Linked DNA regions of Sus scrofa: region 2 is linked to region 1. A link is a contact called in public HiChIP or PLAC-seq data. All regions are on one chromosome and are shown on one strand. The core of a region is the stretch at or near the end of the contact, and the rest is flanking DNA. Distances in the headings are between cores, read along the strand shown. Region 1 overlaps KCTD17 (BTB/POZ domain-containing protein KCTD17). Region 2 overlaps NCF4 (neutrophil cytosol factor 4).

Region 1 (4,383 bases), core at 879-3,378:
AGCCAAGGTGTCCAGAGGGGGTCGGAATCGTCCAAGGTCTCCCAGGGGGCTCGAGCCCAGCCCCCTAGTTCAGGGCACACCCCCTGTGCTGCACCACCCCATGGCCACTGCCAGCCCGCTGTTCAAGTGGCATCTAAGTCCACTCTCACTGCACCCTGGGGATGACCCATCTCCCTGCCCCCCTAGCCTGGGCCTGGGTGACTGGGGTGAGCAGACAGGACCATGGGTGGCATGGGATGGATGGCATTGACTGTGACCGAGGGAGGGAAAGGGGATGCGTGGGCAGCGGGAGGGAGAACGAAGCAGCAGGGATGGCCGGGCAGGGGGCGGGGGGTGGAGGGCGTGAGGGGAGGGAGGTAAGGGTGGGGGCCGCTCACCTTGGTTTTGCGGCTGGACTCGGAACTCAGCCCGTGTGGGGAACTGTAGAGCTCCTTGGACACCACGCACAGGAACTCTGCCTGGTCCTCGCTGCCGTAGTTGTAGGAGGAGCCGATGTTCACCAGCTGGAGGGGGGAGCGTGGGGAGAAAGTGACAGGTAGAGTGGGGGGGCGGGGGCAGGTGGACACTGGCACTTGTCAGGACACAAGTGGTGCCCTGATCTTGCTGTTCTATTCAGGCCCATCCCTGGGTTTCCAGAGGGCACTTGGGCCCAAAGTCTCAGTCCTCTCCCCTCCCCCACCTAAGCCTCTGGTCTATTTCGAGGGCCAGCCTCCCCGAGTGGCTTGGCTGGGCCTGATCCTTAGAGGAAGGCGGTCATCGTTGCTGTTCCTCCCCCACCCAGCCTACTCCCAGCTCTATCGGGCCACTTTCTAAAAGCAGGCACAAAGAGGCAAAAAAGGGAGTTCCTGCTGTGGCTTAGCAGGCTGTGAACCGGACTCATGTCCAGGAGGATGCGGGTTTGATCCCTGGCCTCGCTCAGCGGGTTAAGGATCCGGCACTGCCTTGAGCTGTGGTGCAGGTTACAGACGTGGCTCGAATCCTGTGTTGCTGTGGCTGTGGTGTAGATCGGCAGGTGCAGCTCTGATTGGATCCCTAGCCTGGGAACTTCCATATGCTGCAAGTGCAGCCCTAAAAAGCAAAAATAAAATAAAACAAAAGCAGGCAGAGGCTCATACAGGGCAGACTGTGCCCCTGTCCCAGACGTGGCTGAAGCAGCCCCAGGCCCAGGTTACAGGATGAGGTCGGCATGACCTGGGGATGGGGCCCCAGAGAATACTCTGTTCACTCTTTTTTTTTTTTTTTTTGTCTTTTTGCCTTTTCTAGGGCTGCTCCCGTGGCATATGGAGGTTCCCAGGCTAGGGGTCTAATCGGAGCTGCAGCTGCCGGCCTACACCACAGCCATAGCAACACGGGATCGGAGCCGTGTCTGCGACCTACACCACAGCTCATGACAACAGCAGATCCTTAACCCACTGAGCAAGGCCAGGGATCGAAGCTGCAACCTCATGGCTCCTAGTCAGATTCGTGAACCACTGAGCCATGACAGGAACTCCTATTCTGTTCACTCTTGGAAAGAGAGGTAGAACAGGTTGCCCGTTCCTTAGGCCAGTGGCCCCCTGACATGCTAGCTCAGCCTTTGAGGGCCCATGCCATTGCCAAAGACTCCCACAGGCTCTCAAGAGTGGCTTCACCTTTGTTCTGGGGTCCCTAAAATAACCACATTGTGTGGGAACCTCCACATAGTGTGGGTGTGGCCCTAAAATTAAAAAAAAGAAAAAGAAAGAAAGAAACTGAGGCCCAGAGAGATGTGACTTGCTCAAGGTCACACAGCATGCCTGTGGGGAGGCCTGGATTCTGGCTCCTGGGCTGGGCTCGTCCCTCCATGCTGCCTGGCCATCTGGGGAGCCCGGCCTGCTCCCTTCTTCAACCTTCAGGTGCAAAGGAGCTTCTGTGGGTAAAGGGCCGGCCCGATGCTTCCTTCCCCTTCTCGAAGGGCAAATCTGACCTTCGGTTAACCTGCTGGCTCTGTTCCTCTGGACACCTGAGAAGGCGTGACGTCAGCTGCATTACTAGGACAACACTGTTGATGATCAAAATCTCTCCCGGAGGACAGGGAGGAAGTACAGGTCACTGTAAATACTTCATGAGAAGCCACTGCTCTGGGCTGCCCTGAATGTCACAGTGCTTGTAACTGGGCATGTCCCTGAAAGGAACCCAGAGGCTATGCCTGGGGAATTGTTACAAGAGCTGTGGGTCCAAAGGGGCCTCTGCTCCATGCTATGAATCTTGTCTCCTTGCAGCAGAGCTGTCGCGCTGCGGGGAAGACCACCACCCGCCGGAAAGACTGCCACCAAAGGGGACTCACCGGAGCCGCCCCGCTGCCAGCGGTGCTTCCTCCTTCGCCCTTCCTGGTCAATCTGCTGCCTTTTTTCTTTTTTTGGCCACACCCCCGGCATGTGGAAGTTCCCAGGCCATGGGGAATCTGAGCCATAGCTGCGACCTATGGCACAGCTGCAGCAACGCCTGTGCCTTTAACCCACTGCGCTGGGCCAGGGAGCCGACCCATGCCTCGGCCGCTGCGGTCGGATTCTTAACCCACTGTATTACAGTGGGGACGCCCCAGTGTGGCATTTCTTAATCTTGTCTAGTTTGACTTAAGCAGACCCCTGGGTGGGGGCTGTGGGAGGGACCTCCCCCCCACCCCGATACCCCCTGCTTTGCCCGGAGGTATGGCCCCCGCACACCCAGCCCACCTGCTCGAAGCGCCAGCCGTCAGACATGGTGGAGACCATCTGCGTGAGCTCCTCCTCCTGGCACTGCAGCACGCGGTACACGTGCTTGGGTGGCACCTGCGGGCAGAGGGGTGACATGGAGAGCACCCGTGGGAGTGCCAGGCACCCAGGACGGGAAGAGCACCTGCCCTTCCCCCACCATCTACCCCCCTAAGAAGGACAGAAGGTGGGGGTGGGGGGAGTGGGAAGACGGGAGCTGTGTTCTGAGTACCTACTACGTGCCAGGCACGGGACATGCAGGATCCCACTGAATCCCTCCCCAATTCTGGCAGTAACGGGGTGTTCATGGAAGCTCAGAGGGGGTCAGTGACGTGCCCAAGGTCACCCAGCTAGAGAGCAGCAGAGCCAGGGCTGGAACACAGGAGGGGCTTGGGGGACACCCTGGGTCCCTCACTAACTGAGGCAGCCCCTCCAGGAGACACGGTGCATCTCAGCCCCCTGCAGTCTCCTGCACCAGGAAGATGGGGCCTCACAACCCATCTCCCACCCCTCGCGTCTCTCCCAAGATGGGCAGAAACTCTCTCCAGCTCCTCCTCCAGACTGGCCCCTTAGGCCTAGGGCCCAAGCTCAGAAGAAATGCCAGCTCCAGCAGCGGGTGGTGTGCCCCCCACGGGACACATGAATGGACAACGTACTAGTCCTGAGTTGCCCCCCAGAGGGCCCCCTGTACCTCCACACTGACCCCGTTTTGCCTGTGAGGAAAGGAGTTCTCAGCACGCCATATTCCACAAGAGGGAGTCAAGGTCCAGAGAGGGTCGTGATGGGCCCAAGGTCACACAGCAAACAGAACTCAGGATCCGTCTCCCAGTCTGGGGCTTTGCTGGGTCATCTGGGAGCTGGATCAGCACCCCCCTTACAGGAGAGCTCAGCCTCCCCAAGGCAAACTAGTTCTGCCTCTTCCAAGCTTCCCCTGCCTCCCTCCCTCCACCCCCTGCTCTGGCCACAGAGGCCGCCCCACTGCCCCACTGCCCCCCCTGACCTGTGTGACAGTATAATCCTTCTCTTCCATCCGGTCTTTGATGATGCGGATCAGCGGGCCGATGTTGTAGAACTCCGCTTCCTCCAGGACCCCTGGCACAGACAGAGCAGCCCCTTGGTCACTCCCGCTGCCCCCGTGTCCCGTTCTCACCTTGTCCCCTCCGCCTCCAAACCCACCCCCTTTCCGGCATCTGACTTCAGGGGTCAGGCCAGAGGTTTGCCTTCCTTGGGTCCCACGCTCGCTATGGTGGGGGTGCGAGGGAGCCATCGGCTGCGCCCTTAGCTGCGCATCCACCCCTGCTGTGCCGAGCACGGTGACCCAGGAACGCCAGCGGTCCCTAGTCTGGGGGCTGCTCTGGGGCTCTCCAGAGGCAGCGAGCCTGTTGCCACTGGGCCCTGGATCTCCACAGGGAGAAGGGGTTGGATTGGCCCCCGATGACAGGCTCCGGGTGATGAAGCACCTGCCCAGGGCCAGGCATCATGCTAGGCATGTGACACGCTTTACCGCAGTTCATTCTCAGCATGAGAAGCAGGTACTTTCGTCACCCCCCTCCCCACAACTGGGGGAACGGAGGACCAGGCAAAGCAGCAGCTGGGCAAGGCCACACATGCAACACGTGACAGCTGGGATTCTAGACTCAAGTTCCTCTGCCTCCGTGCATGATCGTCATGC
Region 2 (4,275 bases), core at 483-2,982, 190 kb after region 1:
TTCTAGGAAGTAGGTCTGTATGGAGCCTTTCCGGGTAGGTACCATAAAAAATGCCTGATGTGACCCCTTGCATATGGAGAAGTGGCTAATGAGAGCCTCCCCTCGCCACAGCCTTTGAGGAAACACACATGCACCTAAGCCAACAGTCCATATGGGTAGGTCCCCATCGATGCAGTAAAGCTTATATATTTTCTTCGCACAAGCGAGCATGCTGGCCCTCCCTTCCTGCCAGGTGACATTGAGAGTGTTCCCTAATCTAACAGCTCAGAGGTTCCAAGCAGACAGTCAGGAAGAAGAAAATTGCTAGGGGCAGCCGGAAGCAAATGACAGTTAGTGTCACATTCTGACAGTGACAAAGAGGATGGAATGCTGAAAAAAAAAAAAAAAAAAAAAAAGGCTCAAGGACTGAAAAAACAAAGGCCAGGGGCCGTTCAGAGAAGGCCATCAGAAAACCTTCATAAGGTTTTCTGATGGCCGTTCCTAATGACGTCTCCAAGGAAAGATTCCACACACGCAGACCATACCTGGGCTGGGGGGTTGTCCGAAACGGAGACTGGATCTAAATGTCTCAAAACACACAGCATTTTTCAAACCTTAGCCATTCGGGTGCTACAGGTATGCAAGATAAAGTGAAGGGACCTGCTTCTGAATAGCCGTTCATCGGGGCTAAGACCTCCACCGCCAGACAGGAAGCGTGGTGATGGCCAGGGGCTGGGAACGAGGTGAGCAGGACCAGGAGAGGCGCCCCCCCCCCAGGAGCTCATTCTGGGAACGCAGTAAATGCCTGCTGCCTGAGTCACTGCCTCTCCCAGGGAACAGAGGGAAAATCCCAGATTAGATTGAGCAAGATTTCTGGGGATCCCTCACACACTGAACTCCCCAATCCTGACCCACATGTGTCTCTCTTTGTAATTTATGAGGGGAGCTTCACTGGACCTCCTCCATGGGCCATAAATAGCCACCCTGGCAGGCCCCACTTCCCCGCCCAGCAGTATTTGAAGACAGCGAGGGTATGGGTGAGGCTGATCAGAGGGCAAGCTCCCTGAAGGCAGAGGGCCCTGCCCCTTCCTCTGTGATGCCCTAGCACATGGCAGAGCTGGCTGTGGCACTCAGGGGCCCTGGCTCTGGCACACACTAGCTGCATAACCTCTCTGGTCATTTTCCTTGTTCATTTTTCTAAATGGAGATGATAATACTTGCTTCATGGAAGCACTGCCTTACTCACTTGTTCAAAATGTATTGAGCACCTACTATGTGACAAACACCTACTGTGTGCCCAGCTCCAGATGAAAGTCGTTGTTTTCATGATACATACCTTCTGGAGGTGTGTTCAATAAGACCGTGAATGCCAAGTGCTCAGTACAATGGCTAGCACATGGAAGATGGGCCATAAATCATTGATGTTAATGTTATTTCCTTGGTGCGGCTTGGTCCCTTCTTGCTCTATAGACCCCTTGCACAGCTTAATCCTTTATGAATTAAAATTTATCACATCAAATTCTATTTTTTCCCCATATTTATCATCCCCTGCCCACCGCACTTGACTTGTGTAAACGACGCTGCACTTAATCAATATATTGACGGAAATTGATCACCAGGGGGCGCTGCGACGCAGAAGCCCAGTTCCCACTCTGCAGCGCCACCTAGAGGAGGAATGTCATAAGCCGCAAGAGACGGACCAACCAGCAGGGTCAAACTTCGAGCTAGTCTGGCGCAGCGCTGCCCTCCGGAGCACTGCCTGGCGGAGCCCATAGCTCTCTCCAGACGGTCCTATCAATCAGAGAATCTGAGCAGGACTCATAAGAAGATGCCCCTGAGGCTTAAAAATCCTGAATCTCCTCTCCAATGATCATAAATATTGTAACAGTCAAGATGCTCAGAGTTTACTGCTGATCCAACCCTCCAGTATAAAATTGCAGGAGTATATGATTTAGCACTTGCAAAGCCCTTACAACAGTGCCTGGCACAAAGTCCAGTTCATGACATGTTGGCTCTGATTACTGCTACTTAATCCTCACACCAACTCCCATAAAACAGGTCCTATTTTTATCCCTGGTCTGGAGATGAGGAAACCAAGGCTCTATGGGATCAGGAGACTGAACCAAAGTGGGTGAGTGGCAAAGTAAGAGTTTGCCCTCAAATCTGGCTGACTCCAAACTCACACTGTTAATAACTGGGCTATACTGGCCCATTCATTCATTTCTTCATTTAACAGCCACTTTGCACACCTAGAAAGGATACAGATGCTCACAGATGCTGCCTTCAGGGAGCTCACACACACAAATATGCATGCATGCATGCACACCCATGCACCTACACAGACGTGTGTGCACATGCACACATGGGGACATACATATATACTCATGCATGCATGCCCACACATGCGTATAGAATGAAGCACAATTCAGGAAGAAAACACGAGATACACATTAAGAATCCAGTTTCCCTGATTCTATGGCCAATGCTGTCTTCAGCCCCCATGGCACTGCAAAAACAAATGTCCCCAGGGACCTGGCAGTTTGAGATGGAGCCCCACAGTTTCAGAGGGAGCTGGGATGGAAAGAGAGGGGCAGGCAGGCTGTGACTTAGGGTCTGCCTTCCAGGCCATCACCTTCTAGCACAGAACTCCAAGGACCCCAAGAATTCTAAATTTGAACCTGACCTTCCAGCCCGTCATGAAGGTATACTTGTCAGGAGAATATACTTGTAGAAGGAGAATTGTTTTATTAGCAGCTTAGGGGCTCCATCTGCAATTTTATGTACTGAGACACACGGTACATGGCCTCCATTTGTCCTATGGCTCCAGTCCCTGTAGTCTTGGGGTCAGGAAGCAGGGCAGAGGGACTCGTAGGTCACAGTAATCCTCTGGCTTTCATTCAAAGAAGAAAGAGAATCCACAAGAGTGTTTAAATAAAGAGCAATGTAATCTGATTAACATGCTTAAAAGATCCCTTTGTCTGCTGAGGGGCTGGCGGCTCGCAGGAGGTGGCAAAGGAAGAAAATAGACCACGTGCCCCCTTCTACCAGCATCCTAATTCAAATGTTAAGAATCGGCTTTATCGAGGTAGAGGTGTAATTTGCATACAACAAAACTGACCAACTTGAAGTGTATAATTCAACGGGTTTTGACAATTATGTAACCACCACATCACAGCATAGGAGATTTCCATTATCCCCAAAAGACCTCCCAAAGATAGCGCCCCTTTGCAATCCATCTCCTCTCTTCTCCTCTGCCCCAGGTCCTGGCCACCACCGATCCGCTTTCTATCATTCTGTTTTGCCATTTCTGAAATTTCATATGAATGGTCTATAGTGTCTGGCTTTTTTCACATGGTGTAATTCATCAGTGTTGGTGTGTACCTCAGTAGTTTATTCTGTTTATCACCAAGTAGGAATCTGTTGTCTGAACATACCACAATTTGGTATCTGTTCACAAGTCATGGTCATTACGGCTGTTTCTGGTTTGGGGCTATTAAAGCAAAGCTGCTACAAACATTTAAGCACAAAGGTTTGGAATTCCCATTGTGGTGAAGCAGAAACAAATCTGACTAGTATCCACGAGGATGCAAGTTCGATCCCTGGCCTCCCTCAATGGGTCAGGGATCCAGTGTTGCCATGAGCTGTGGTGTAGGTCGCAGATGCAGCTTAGATTCCACCTTGCTGTGGCTGTGGTGTAGGCCTGCCACTGCAGCCCCGATTTGACCCCTAGCCTAAGAACTTCCATATGCCTCGGGTGTAGCCCTAAAAAGCAAACAAAACAAAACAAAATGTAAAGATGTGTGTGGACATGCGTTTTCCTTTCTCTTGGGTAATTATCTAAGAATGAGAAGCTGGTTCCTATGGTAGGTACATATTTAACTTTATAAGAAAATCATTTTTCAAAGTGGCTGCACCATTTTTTAAAAAAAAATATTTTAATGAAGTATAGACAATTTACAATAGTGTGTTATTATATAATATTATTCCATATATTATACAATATATGGAATAATATAGTCTCTCTATATATACATTCTTTTTCTTAATCTTTTCCATTATGGTTTATTATAGGATTGAATATAGTTCCCGGTGCTGTGTAGGGAACAAGTAGGGTCTTGCAGTTTATCCATTCTATATACAATAGTTTGCATCTGCTCATCCCAAACTCTCAATCCATCCCTCCCCGCCCCCCTCTGCCTTGGCAACTACAAGTCTGTTCTCCATGTCTGTGAGTCCATTTCTCTTTTATAGATAAGTTTATTTGGGTTGCCCCATTTTGCATTCCCAGCAGCCAGT

Evidence for each region. HiChIP or PLAC-seq counts read pairs in DNA pulled down with a chosen protein or histone mark.
Region 2: an H3K27ac HiChIP or PLAC-seq map of alveolar macrophages shows a contact between it and region 1, with 4 times the contacts expected there. The contact joins two enhancer-like sites. A contact is called at or near these places in 1 of 47 Hi-C or Micro-C datasets (heart right ventricle) and 1 of 2 datasets of contacts at active chromatin or transcription factors (alveolar macrophages).

What each region holds. Positions count from the first base shown.
Region 1 is chr5:10,710,908-10,715,290 of Sscrofa11.1, forward strand. It overlaps KCTD17 (BTB/POZ domain-containing protein KCTD17), which reads right to left. Exons shown (of 7, transcript XM_021091530.1): 3 at 3,712-3,803; 4 at 2,694-2,789; 5 at 378-503. Among named protein-coding and RNA genes, the nearest start is that of KCTD17, 5.9 kb to the right of the region's middle. Within about 2 kb of position 2,129, at least 7 of the 83 cell types and tissues checked have an H3K27ac peak or open chromatin away from gene starts, as enhancers often do. A contact at or near this core is called in alveolar macrophages, where this site is marked.
Region 2 is chr5:10,903,414-10,907,688 of Sscrofa11.1, forward strand. All of the region lies in intron 3 of NCF4 (neutrophil cytosol factor 4), which reads right to left. Among named protein-coding and RNA genes, the nearest start is that of PVALB, 50 kb to the right of the region's middle. Within about 2 kb of position 1,733, at least 9 of the 83 cell types and tissues checked have an H3K27ac peak or open chromatin away from gene starts, as enhancers often do. A contact at or near this core is called in alveolar macrophages, where this site is marked.